Linked DNA regions of Mus musculus: region 1 is linked to region 2. A link is a contact called in public promoter capture Hi-C data. All regions are on one chromosome and are shown on one strand. Each heading gives the region's core, a stretch centred on a gene start, on an enhancer-like site or on the middle of the called end of the contact. The rest is flanking DNA. Distances are from core to core; before and after follow the strand shown. Region 1 holds the start of Dlgap3 (DLG associated protein 3). Region 2 holds the start of 5730409E04Rik (RIKEN cDNA 5730409E04Rik gene).

What was found. Promoter capture Hi-C pulls out the DNA fragments that hold promoters and counts their contacts.
Region 1: a promoter capture Hi-C map of hippocampal neurons shows a contact between it and region 2, with 3 times the contacts expected there. The contact joins the promoter of Dlgap3 here to the promoter of 5730409E04Rik in region 2. A contact is called at or near these places in 3 of 39 promoter capture datasets (hippocampal neurons, pre-B cells and stem cell-derived epiblast-like cells).

The regions. Positions count from the first base shown.
Region 1 is chr4:127,166,084-127,172,702 of GRCm38.p6, forward strand. Dlgap3 (DLG associated protein 3) reads left to right here and starts at 3,121. Exons shown (of 12, transcript NM_198618.5): 1 at 3,121-3,282.
Region 2 is chr4:126,607,514-126,614,110 of GRCm38.p6, forward strand. It overlaps 5730409E04Rik (RIKEN cDNA 5730409E04Rik gene), which reads left to right and starts at 2,341. Exons shown (of 2, transcript NM_001145950.1): 1 at 2,341-2,499; 2 at 4,163-6,597. The coding sequence starts at 4,168. The coding sequence ends at 4,860.

The DNA.
Region 1 (6,619 bases), core at 1,871-4,370, 560 kb after region 2:
CTAACTATTGCATATAGACTTTAAAATTTTATTATTTTATGTGTGAGTGTTTTTGCCTGTATGTATGTCTGTGTACCACACGTGTGCAGTACTCTCAGAAGCCAGAAGGGAGTATCGGATCCTCTGGTACTGTATTTTCAGATGGTTGTGAGCCACTATGTGTGGGTGCTGAGAATTGAACTTGGGTCCTCTGGAAGAGCAGCCAATGCTTTTAACTGTTGAGCCATCTCAGCAACCCCTGCTTCTAGACTTTAAAAATACATTTGTGTCTACCTGTTAGGCATAGAATTTCTTATTTTTCCTTTTTTTTTTTTTTAATGTATGTGAGTACACGGTCACTCTCTTCAAACACCAGAAGAGGGCATCAGATCCCATTACAGATGGTTGTGAGCCACCATGTGGTTGCTGGGAATTGAACTCAAGACCTCTGGAAGAGCAGTCAGTGCCGAGCCATCTCCCCAGCCCAGACATAGAATTTCTAATCTAGGGGTTATACTTTACAGAGTGTTGAAGCCCCATGTTAAAATTTTATTTAAATTTCAAGATGGGCTGGGAAGATAGTTCAATTGGTAAAATGCTTGCTTTACAAACACAAGGTCCTGAGTTTGATGCCCAGAACCCATATTTAAAAAATAAAACAAACAAACAAAAAAACCAAAAAAAAAAAAAAAAAAAAAACCCAAACCCCACAACTAGTCCTGGTACTGAGTACTTGTAATCCCCAGGCTGAGGTGGCAGAAATAACAGGATCTCGGGTTCACTGGCCAGCCAATCAAACTTGCTTGTTGAGCTCCAGGACAGTGAGAGACACATCCCCTCAAAGAAAGTGGATAGTGTCTAAAGAAGAACACCAGAGACAGTCCTATGCTGTTATACACATGTGCACACATGTGCACGAGCCCCTCCCCCCCACATACATGTTCTCTCACACACAATCGATAGACAGTGGTGATGGGACAGTGCGAGAGAATGAGGTCCTTCTCTGTGTGTGAATAATGGCAGAGGTCAGATTTCCAGGGAGTTGGTCTAGAGAGCCTTTATTAGTGGCTTAAATAACTATTGTCCTTATTAATTACTGGATTGGTGTTCTCTATCTGAGGTAAACCTGTTTGATTAATTAGTAGGTTCCAGGACGGGAACTCCATCGTGTTCTTTCTGATTTTGTTTGAAAAAAATCTAAACTTTAATAATTTATTTAGTGTGTATGGGGGCACGGGCTGCGATGCTTGCACTTGTGTGGAGGTCAGAGCAACTTGGGAGAATTAGTTATTGTCTCCTTCTACTGTGTGGGCTTGGGGGATGTAACGCAGTCATCAGGTTTGTCACCAGGCATCCTTACCTGCTGAGCCACCTCACCAGCCCTTAGGTTCTCAATGTGAAAACATAGCTCTTTGGTAATGGCAAAGAAGAAAAAGCTGTATACTAAATGTCCGTGTTCATTGTAAAATGCCTTCCGGTTTACAGAATACGTCTTAGAACTGACAGAGCATGGCGGTACCTTTTAGCATTCTACATGATGACTGTTCTTATGCTCCATGGGAAATGAGACATTTCTCTCAGTTCTACAAAGTGTTCCTGAACCAACTTTCTATCTTACTTTCTCTGACATCTGCTCTTGGCTGAATAAATGCTGGTCTGGGAATTGTCTGCAGCCTCACTACATGATTGAAGGGACGATTGAAGTGGTCTCGTGGGCGGTAAGATAGTTGGCTAGTCTGTTCATCTCACTAGACTGCTTGGTTTCCCGCGGGGGAAGGGTCCTCTAGGTCCCTTTTTGTCATTTATGTAATGTGGCACCTTAAAAGGTCCCTCTAGGGAATGGGTGTGGGCTTGGCTCCAGGTTCTAGCTCCTTAGGACCCACGAATTCTACTTACCGTGCCTCAGTTTGCCCGGTTACTCAAGGAGGAGAGACAGTGACACCAAAGAAATACAGAGAAATAGGAGTCATTGTTGGGGACCCTGACTCAGAACATCTCCCAAGGTCTGTCCCTAGGGTGGTGGACTGTCTCAAGGCTCCAAAGCCCACACCTCACCACCTTAAGTTTTCAATACCAGACAAGGTAGAGGATGTAGCTCGCCTTCTACCACAACTTGGAGCGCCCGCGTGCCCTCAACACCCGCCGGGAAAGTCAGAATTCAGAACCGGCCCCTCCCCCATCTCCTCAGCCCCTCCTCCTGCGGCTTCCCCACGCGGCCCCCTCCCCCCCATTACAGCATTGCTCTGGGCGCCAAGACGGATTCCAGCCAGGGACTGCTGCAGTCAGCTCTCAGCGCTTCTGCAGCTTGTGTCCTGGCTCTGCAGCTTCGCGCTGTGCTTCGGACAGTCCCCTTTCCCCCCTCTACCCCACCCCCGCCATGGCACAGCCCCTGGCTCGGGGCCCAGAGGTGGGCGGGCACAGTGGGCACGGGTGGGGCCCCCAGCTAAGACGGCAGGTATAGCGGGGTTATCCCTGCACACTGGGGATTGCCTCCGCTGGCGGACTGTGGGTGAGGGACGCCTGTCAAAGACTCGGAGGCCAGGCACAGCGCCCCGCCCTGGCAGGGGTGGGGCAGAAGGGACTAGTGCGGAGAAGGGGGACTCCTAGAGCCCAGGCCAAGAGCTGGGGTCGGGTTTACAGACCCGGGAAACTAAGGACAGGAGCCTAAGAGGACGTGCCTGCGAGGGGGAGGCTGTGTGTGACATTCAGGGTGTGACTGCCTCGGTGAGGCAGCCGTGTGTCTCCCCCAGCTGCCCGCGCTCTGGGCTTGGGTCCCGGTGCCCAGGTCTGCTGTGCGCGGTCGTGACACCGAATGTGCTGGTTCCTGGGTCTTCGGTACACACCGACCCGGGGGACCACATTCGCACCCCCGAGCTGGGCCTCCCCGGCGCTGTCGCTCAGAGACGCGGGCGCTCCTCCGGGACCGCGGCGGCTGCCCGCCGGCTGCGACCTCGGTCCTCGCGGGGCCGCTGCGGGGGCGGGGAGCGCGGGCCCCCTCCCTGTCGCGGGCTCCTGGCTCGGCCGCCCTGCGCGGGGGCGGGGGCGGGGGCGGAGCGCGCGGGCGGGATCCCCCCGCCTCCCCGTCCTGGTCCCCGGGAAATCCAGCCTCCGTGGCTTGGCCGCCTCCGGCTCCCGCGCCCGCGGCCGCTCAGCACTCGCTCGGGGCTCCGCAGCTGGCGCGGCCCCTCCGCCGGGGGCTCCGCAGTGTCGGGTCCGGGAGCCCGCACTCGCTCCCGCAGCCGCAGCGCCCCCGGCCCGGGCCGCCGGCACCATGTAACCCCGGCTGGAGCCCGACCGGGCCAGGTAAGCAACCGGGAGGGGTGGGGATCGGGCCGCGCTTGCCGCGCCCTCTGCAGCGCCCCCCAGGCTCAGCCCCGCTGCAGCCCCGGCGCCGCCCACGCCCGGGGCTCCAGCGGCCTGGACTCCGGCCCCGAGATGGGGGGGAGGGGCTGGGCCTCTGCGGCCGCCCCCGGCCTCACCCTGGGCCTGGAGGCCGGCGTGACTGACCCCGGGGACGGGTTGGGGACCACGCGCTCCGCAGACGCGCTGTCCCGGCTGGGGCCGCGGGAGGCCAGCCAGCGCCCGCCCAGCCCTTGCCCGGCTGGAATGGAAGCTTGGGTCTGGGAGGGAGTAGCCTGCTGGCTGTGGGGGGAAGTCGTGGTGTTGGGGAGATCCGGAAAGAAGTTTCCTCTGCAGGTGTGTGAGCGTGCATGTGATGAGGGTGTCACCGTGTGGGTCTGTGGGTGAGTGAGTGTAATGCAGTGAGCGTTCAGGGTGTTAACCGTCCATGAGTCTGTCGACATATGTGTGGTTGAGTGTGTGCTGGCACTGTGTGGCTGTGTATGTAGGTGTCTGAGTGTGTGTGTATGAATGGACGTGCGTGTGCATGTGCATGTGCGACTATCTCTGTGAATGGGTCTGGGTATGTGTACTGTGTGACTGTGTGGGAATACATCCAAGCAGGGTTCACCCACACCTGGGTTTTGCCCCGCCCCCATTCTTGGTGGGACTTAGCACGGGAAGATCCTACTTTTCCCGAGGTCAGACCGCCCCCTCCCTCCAGAGTCTCCTTATCCTGGACACAGACAAGAGCACTCTGCACCTTCATCTACTTCCTGGGGCACCCTCTGCGAAGTCACTGGTATCTTTCCCTCATGCTGAGTCCCTGCTGGTGGTGAGCCTAAGGCTGTATACCTGTGTGTGGGGATACTTTTTTGGGGGAGGGTGAAGAGTACTAGGAGCTTGTGTTATTTCAATGATGCTTGGCCAAAGGCCCTTTAGAATGAGGAGGCCAGGAGGAAGATCTACCTTGTTAGTCATTGGAGCAGGTGGCTTTTTCCCAGAGTTCCAAGTCCCAAATCTCCAAGTTCTGGGTCGTTGGTTTAGCTCACGGTTCAGGTGGGTCTGTACTTAGTTCCTTGAAGTAGTAATAGAAGAATGTATCTGTATCAGTCTAGGACTTTTGAAAAATTGTTCCTCTCATTTCTTCTTGTTTCTCTAACTGCCTTGGAAGCAAGCTGAGATGCTGTCAGGTTAAGCCATATGAAATTGACAGTATTGAGCAGTTGTTTGTTGTTGTTGTTGTTGTGTTTTTTAACCTGCAAAAACAGCCATTCCACACAGCTCAATCTATTATGATGCCAATTTGCAGAAGAGGATGTTGAGGCTTGGGAAATGCATTGCATCTCTCACAATCACACATTGCCAGACAGTGGTAGAGAAACATTCTCACCCAGGTCTTCCATTGACCCAAGAAACCCAGCTAGGCCACAATTAGAGAGTAGGACTTTCTAGTGTGTTTTCCCTGACACTGGATCACTGCCCTCCACTTCTGTCCACTATCCCCTGAGTGCGTGTGTGGGGTCTACTTCTGTACCCAGCTGTCAGTGCCTAAAAGAGAGAGATGAGGGAGAAGAGAGGAGGGAGGGGAGGGAGAGCTTCGTGAGTTGGCAGTGAATCAGGGTCTAAAAAGAGAGCTGGGAGGGCTAGGGTGGCAGGTGTTTCTAAAAGGAACGTGAATACAGGATGAACAGCCTCAAATGCAGCCCCCGCACTCCCCCCACTGCCCCACTGATCTGGCAGGCAGTGCCCACTGCATTTTGTGCCAGGGGGCTCACATCCAAGGAATGAGCTTGCAGGAAGCTATAGAATGACAGGCAGAGGAAGAACCTTTACAGTCGACTTGATCCAACCTCTTAATTACAAATTGGGGAATCTGAAAGAGAGGAGACCTACTCAAGGTCACCCGATGGACCTGTGGATTCCTAGACTAGTGTCCCCACAGGTAATTTCCTAACCTTCACATTCCATCCCCAAACTCCCCAACCCCCTCAGAGCCGAATGTGCAGGCGGGTAGGGGAAATGAAGACTCAATATGTCTAAGGCTGTCAATCTGTCAGCCTGGGACTCTGCTCTGAATAAAGGAGGTTACAGGTATTTCTGGGGATGGGGATACCTGGCAGACCCACCACAGAGGAAGGTCATGGCCTTGGCTTAGTTCTAGCTGGCTACCAGCGCTGCTCTAGGCCCAACTTCAGACTTCCTTCTTTCTTGATGCCTGCTTTTAGCAGCTGCCTGGCGTTTAGCATCTGCATCTCTTGCAGCTGATGTTGGTGCTTTTCTCCCCCCTCCCCCACAGTTTCCCATGCATTTTTGCCTCTCACTGGGCTGGCAATTTTCCCCCCCTTATTGGGCTTCTGCTGGGTAGAAAAACTTCTGAGTCTTGTCTGATTGAAAAGGGTGTGTAGCTGCCTGAACCCTTTCTGGCCCAGTCTTCCAGGAGTTTAGAGCAAATGGTAAACATAATTGGCCTCATTTTTACTGGAGAGGAAACTGCTGTTGAATGAGGGGCTTTCTGTTTGGTTTCAGGTGACTGAAATTGAGGTGTGTGTGTGTGTGTGTGTGTGTGTGTCTGTGTGTGTGTCTGTGTGTGTGTGTGTGTGTCTGTGTGTGTGTGTGTGTCTGTGTGTGTGTGTGTGTCTGTGTGTGTCTGTGTGTGTCTGTGTGTGTGTGTGTGTTGGGAGAGAGTATAATCATGAAGCTTATTGAGACAAGCTATAGAGACTTTCCCAGTGTCTTCCTACCCCCATGGTCAAGAAGCCTTCTCAGACTTTGATTTTACTCCCACTTGGGGGAGTCAAAGCTTCGTTTCTCAGTGGGGGGTTGGAAGAGCAGCTGTGTACCCTCCACTCCGCAAGCATCATGTCTCAATTCCCTCTTTATCTACCCCCCTTCAGTCTGAAGGCTGCTGGCTCAGCGGGCCTCCTGCCGTCTGGGGAGTCTGGGTTTGAGCTGGGGTGAGGCGGTGGCACCATCGTTATGGTAACAAGCTGCCAGCTCATCGTTGCTAATAACTTGTTGGGCCCCTGGGCTCAGTGCAGCATCCTTTCCCATTAGCCCTTCTTCCCATGTTACAGACAGAAAAAGTGAGGCTTAGGAAGGAGGGGCCTGGGAAGAAGAGAGTCTGAGAAGGCTGGATGGCCTTTCCCCTGGGTTTCTTTGCTAGGGAGCCATGGGCAAAGAGGTAAGGTGGCTTGGGAGCTGAGTTACAAATGTGGTCGCACAGGTTTGATTTCTTGGGTGGTTAATGTGTGACTAGCTTCATGCTTTCATAAACTTGTGCATGCTAGCTGACATGTTC
Region 2 (6,597 bases), core at 1,091-3,590:
AACAGTGAGACTCGGTCTCAAAAAAAGAAGCACCCCCCCCCAACAAAACCAAACCAAATCAAAATACATATATGTATGTATGTAGTGGAAGGGTTCAGAAAATACATATGTGTATGTATGCATGTATGTATGTAGTGGAAGGGTTCAGAAAATACATATGTGTATGTATGCATGTATGTATGTAGTGGAAGGGTTCAGTAAATACATATGTGTATGTATGCATGTATGTATGTATGTAGTGGAAGGGTTCAGTAAATACATATGTGTATGTATGCATGTATGTATGTAGTAGAAGGGTTCAGTAAATACATATGAGTATGTATGCATGTATGTATGTATGCATGTATGTATGTAGTGGAAGGGTTCAGTAAATACATATGTGTATGTATGCATGTATGTATGTAGTAGAAGGGTTCAGTAAATACATATGAGTATGTATGCATGTATGTATGTATGCATGTATGTATGTAGTGGAAGGGTTCAGTAAATACATATGTGTATGTATGCATGTATGTATGCATGCATGTATGTATGTAGTGGAAGGGTTCAGTACCGTATGCAGTTGAAGACTTTGCGCATTTGCTTCTTGTTTCTGAGATCCTAGGTTCTGCTGCGTCAGGAAGTTTGGGTGTCTAGGGGAGAATGTTTCTAGCCAGGAACACAGAGATGGTTTCTTTATGTTTCAGACCCTTTCAACTTCTACATGATGGCGGATCTATCAGGATCTACAGGACCTATCGTCTTGATGGAGACTATCAAGGGCAAATGAACTGCTAGTGCCTACCGAGGGTTAGGCAAGTCCCCTTCTGGGTTGACATGAACAGATACCACTCCCACTAGAGAGGTCAGTGATGCTAGACTCAGGGAGCAGTCCCATCAAAGTCTAGCTTGGTGAACCAATGAGTTGACCGGGGTTGCTTAAGGGTTGGGGCTCACTCACAGTGCCATCGCTAGCTCAACGGCAGCTAGGTCAAAGGCACCTGAGTCCAGCTGGGTGGCCACTCAGAAAATCTGCATCCCTGGAGCTCCCAACACAACTAGCAGGCAGTGTCACTGAAGAGTCTCTGTTGTCCCAGCAACCCCTTACATCACCCACTACCTTGAAGAGGGCCTTCTAGAATCTTCCGAATCTCACGTCTGCCCCCCTCTTCAGTTTACAGCAAACAGCTACACAGTAGCAGTGAATGATCAGAATCCAGGGGTACCTCATTGTGTTAGTGTATTAATTCAAGAATCTTTTGATTATCAGTGAGATAAATTCCACTCAGGTTGGGTATGGCAAGATATGAACTTCATGGGAAGGCATCAAAACTAGAAACCCAGGAAGCAGAAGCTGGGATGTTAGTCAGCCATTTGTCTTTGAGCTCCTGTGTGTCAGTATCATTTTTTCTCCTAGTACATAGACTTGGCTTCTTCCACTTGACAGGAAATATGATTGCTGCAGCCATAGTTTGAACTGTGACTTACCTGGAATGGGGCTCCTTCTTAGTTATATACACAGAGAGAGAAATGGGGGGGGGGGAGGAGAGGGAGAAACACATATACATAAATAAAAAATAAAATCTTAAAGAAAGCTGGCTGGTGGTGATGGGACATGCCTTTAATCCCAGCACTTGGGAGGCAGAAGCAGGCAGATCTCCCTGTGCAACTGGAAACCAGCCTGGTCTACATAGTGCTTTCCAGGGTAGCCAGGGCTACATAATGAGTCTCTGTTTCAAAACAACAAACAATAAAATCCTCATAGCATTTAATCAAATAGGTACAGTACAGTGAAGGGGTCTTTTTAAAAAACAGATCTAGGGGCTGGTGAGATGGCTCAGTGGGTAAGAGCACCCGACTGCTCTTCCGAAGGTCCAAAGTTCAAATCCCAGCAACCACATGGTGGCTCACAACCACCCGTAATGAGATCTGATGTCCTCTTCTGGAGTGTCTGAAGACAGCTACAGTGTACTTACATATAATAAATAAATAATAAGTAAAAAACAGATCTAGAAGCCAGAAAGGTGCTCAAAGATCCTAAAATAGAGTAAGTGGGGATGAACTGAAAATTCTCGGCAGAAAAGGTGCCGAGCTGGAGCACAGAAAGGACCACAGCGGGTCCAGACCCGCACCACGGCCTCGCCAATTGCCGAGCCCCTGGGAAACCCAGGAAGGAGGCATTTCGTCGCCATGTCTGCAGCAAGGAGAACCAATGGATCCGTGGCGCCTCGCCAGGGTGGTTAGGAGATGACACCGGACCTACAAGGCTCTCGGGTCAAGCTGCGGGAGGAGGCAGTTCCTGCGCGGAGAACCGAACCGGCCCACGTGGGTCAGACCGCTCCGCCCAGCCGCGCAGACGCTGCTGGACTCCGCAGCCCGGGCTGGGGCTAGGGCCGCTGTGCCTGGACCAAGCAGCCGCGTCACCACGCGTGCACGCGCAGGTCCAGGAATCCCCCACCCTGCAGCGAGCAGGACCCGAGGGACCGTAGCAAGCCCCGCAGGAGCGGGCGCCTCTAGGCCGTGAGTCCGGGCCCTGATGGAGGGCTTGGGGCCCAGCCGCCGGAAAGCGGGTTAGGGAGCTGCCTCTGCAGAGATTAGGGTCGCAGAGCTCGGACCACTGCCAAGTCCGCCAATCCCCGTGCTACAGCCGCTCCCATGCCCCCATACTGTGGGTTAACTTGGGAAAATCCTGATCTTAGGATGTCTGCACTCATTTCACTGACTTTTTGAACCTGGATCCTTAGCCCCGCCCCACCCCAGCTTCCTTTGTGGCCAGATTTAGGACAAATTTTAAGAGAGGGAGAGGGAAAGAGAGTTGGAGGGGTGGGGTGGTGGTGGTGGTGGTGGTGGTGGTGGTGGTGGTGGTGGTGGTGGTGGTGGTGGTGGTGTCTTCAGGCCTTTTCTCACAAGCCAAAGGAGTGAAACATCTGTCCCAACCTCAGTCTCTCTTCATGACTTCTGCCCATTGCTGGGTGTGGGGAGGGTCGCTGCCACCCTATAGGGGAACCTTCTTAGTAGCTGCTTGATTGACTTAATAGTATGTCTCACTCACGAGGCCTCAGTTCTTCAAGTCATACAAATGTGGTCAGTAGCCGGGCATGGTGGCGCACGCCTTTGATCCCAGCACTCGGAAGGCAGAAGCAGGTGGATTTCTGAGTTTTCCAGACAGGGTTTCTCTGTGTAGCTCTTGCTATCCTGGAACTCGCTCTGTAGACCAGGGTGGTCTCAATCTCATGAGATCCGCCTGCCTCTGCCTCCCAAGCGCTGAGATTAAAGGCGTGCGCCGCCACCACTTAGCTTTTGTTCCTATTTCATAACTGTAATTTTGCTACTGTTATGAGACATCATGGAAATGTTTGTGGTTTTCTGTGGACTTATGAAATATACCTGTCTATATCTATACATCTGTATAGATGTAGACATATGTTCCTTTTACAAGTATTATTTGTTATTTAACAGGACATCTTTTTTAAAAAAAAATATTAGCATATCTGTGTGTGTGCATGTGTATGTATGCATGCATGCATGTGGGTGAACAGAGAGGCTGGGGGGTGGGGGCTGGTGTGAAGCCAGCGATGCCTACAGTTGTAAACCATCTGACTTGGGAACATGGGTCCTCTGGAAGAGCAACCAGTGCTCTTAACTGCTGAGCCATATCTCCAGCTCCTAAATTTATATTTTTAATTGAACGAGGGTCAGTGGAAAGGCTGTGGCAATCACCCAGGTCAAAATGACCAGGGCCAAAGGAGAGTTTGTCAAAATGTGGACAGTGAGGTGGGCATGGGAGGAGGGTCAGTAATCCAGGGTGCTCCTAGGCATGGCTAGATAGACTTGTCTTCAGATGGCAGAGCTGTCCTGCCCAAGGACCCTGGAAGGAGAGCTGTCAGGATGTGTAGATCTGAAGAACTGGTGGTAGGTCATAGGGTTGAGTAGGGGTTGAATCTGGGCTGGACACAGATCTGAGAGTCACCTACACAGGATGGTTCTTGAAGCTATAACAGGATGAAGTGACCTTGGGAGAAGTTTGTAGAGTGAAGAGATGGTGAGCCTTAGAGGGAAAACCCTGGGAGGGAGACAGACCAAATAATCAGAGAGAAGGGAGGGACACCATTGCAAGGTTCTTGGGCTCTAGGTTGCCATTCTATCCTGTCCTGCTCTGTCTCATTCTCCTTCTCCTTCCCAGTCCAGATGTTCGCTGCCATCCAGCCAGGACTAGCAGAGGGGGCCCAGTACCCAGGGAGCCTGCCTCCTGGAGTATGCCAACCAGACCTCCAACCAGACAATAACTCCAACTTTGTGGAGAGTGCTAAGGATGCCAATAAGAACTGGCATGGTGTGCCAGGCAAAGTGGATCCTATTCTGATAAGGAGCTCCTCTGAGTCACCCTCTGATAACCAGGTCTTCCAAGCCACCAGGCTCCCTGAGGCCGGAGTCCGCAGTCCCCCGGAGGGTGCGGAGATCCCTGGTGCTGAGCCAGAGAAGTTGAGCGGTGCCAGCAGTGTCTGCTCTCCTCTGGAGGACATTGGCTATGCCAGCAGTTCCTTGAGCATCGACAGCTTCAGCAGCAGTCCAGAACCTGTCTGCGATACCCCTCGAGGTCCGAGCCCTCTGGATCCCCTTCTGCCCTCCGTGGCCCAGGCCGTGCAGCAGCTGCAGGCTCAGGAGCGCTACAAAGAACAGGAGAAGGAGAAACACCACGCGCATTTGGTGATGTATCGGCGCTTGGCGCTGCTCCAGTGGATCCGGGCTCTGCAGCACCAGTTGGTCGACCAGCAGGCCCGACTGCAAGAGAGCTTTGACACCATCCTGGACAACCGGAAGGAGCTTATCCGCTGTCTGCAACAGAGGGAAGCACCTTGCAGGCACCAGGACCAGGGCTAAGGGTGTGCACAAGTGTGTGTGCACAAGTGTGTGTGTGCACAAGTGTGTGCATTTGCAGGCTTTTGAGTGGTTATACACAAGGAAGGATGTGAGTATTAGCTGGCATGTATGCAAGTAAGCATAAGTGAATATCTATATGCTAACATGTAAGCAGGTATGTAAGGCATGTGTGTTTATGTATGCATGTGTGGCTAGGTACCCAGGAATGTGTATATATATTCCTGAATGTAGAGACAAAAGATATATATGCATGTGTATCAGTTTATATGTACAGGCTTGTGTTGGGTGTGTGTTGAGACTTACACGTTCCAGTGCTGGCATAAGAAACATGTGCTAGGAATGTGTGTGTTTGCAGAGACTTAAGGGCAGGTGTGTGTAAATGTATGTTCAATTGCACCTGCAGGGCGTCCACCCATCTCCTGTGTTCCCAAAGTCTACCCCAGCCTTATATTCTACTGAGTCTCACCTCCCAGCTTCCTAGAGATAGAAGCCTCTCCCACTGTCATAGATCTGAGGGCTGTGGCCTGTTCTCCTGTTCTGAGGGCTGTGGCTGACCTGTTCTCCTGCAGTTTCCCAGGCTACCTTTCCTATCCCTTCCCCTCCAACCTTGCTCTAAGACCACTGTCCCTAATGTTGGCTTGTTCCTAAGAGTTTTTTTTTTTTTTTTAATTTGGGGTGGTTGCTTTTTGTTTATTTTGCTTATTACTGTACAAGGAATTGAGCCCAGAGCCCTGTGCATGCTAGGCAAATGTCCTACCACTGAGCTGCACACCTAGCCCCGGTTCAGAGATTTATTGGCTGCACTGGCCTTCCTGTGCACAGGACAATTTGTGGAGAATTGGTCTCAAGGGAGGGAACTGGCACAGTGGCGGAGGCTGCAGCAGGGGTGGGAGTGGAGATAAAGAAAGATATAAGAAACTGTCCTCTTAGCTGGGTTCTGGTGGTGCACATCTTTAATCCCAGCACTCAAGAGGCTGAGGCAACTGGAACTCTGAGTTCCAGAACAGCCTGGGCTACAGAGTGAGTTCAAGGACAGCCAGGCTACATATAGAAACCCAAAAGAAAGAAAGAGGAGAGAGAAAGAGAGAGAGAGAGAGAGAGAGAGAGAGAGAGAGAGAGAGAGAGAGAGAGAGAGAGAGAGAAAGGGAGGGAGGGAGGAAGGAAGGAAGGAAGGAAGGAAGGGAGGGAGGGAGGGAGGGAGGGAGGGAGGGAGGGTGGGTGTGTTGTTTTGAACCCTGTCTGGCTCCTCTGTGGGAGGTGGCGGTGGGAGAGAATGACTCTGGTAGAACTCTGTGAAGAACAGGAGAATTCCCAAAACACCATCCTGCTCCACTGTGAGGAGAGGCCGAAAGCCATACTGAGTTAAGTCTGTAGAATGGGACTGTGCATATAAGCATGCAGATCATGGGCCAGATGCACCAAGGCCACGGGCAGTTGGGGGACCTCCCTTCTCTTCACCTTTCCCTCCTCTGCCTACGTCGCTTTAGCAGCAGTGAATGTCAGATTGGTTTGGTTCATTTTTCAGAATCGGACTTTCTGGAGAAGCCAGAGCTCAGCTTTCTAAGCAGTCAGAGGACAGGGTCAGTCCAGCTTCCCGAAGCTCTTAGGACATGCGGCCCCTTTGAACAGGGATTGGCAGGCCCTAGGGAAGGCTTCATGCTGTGAGGTTGAATGTGTATTGGGTAGGTCAGTAGTTAAGGTTCTGGAGCCCTTTGTTTTGTTTCTGGGTGTCAAGGT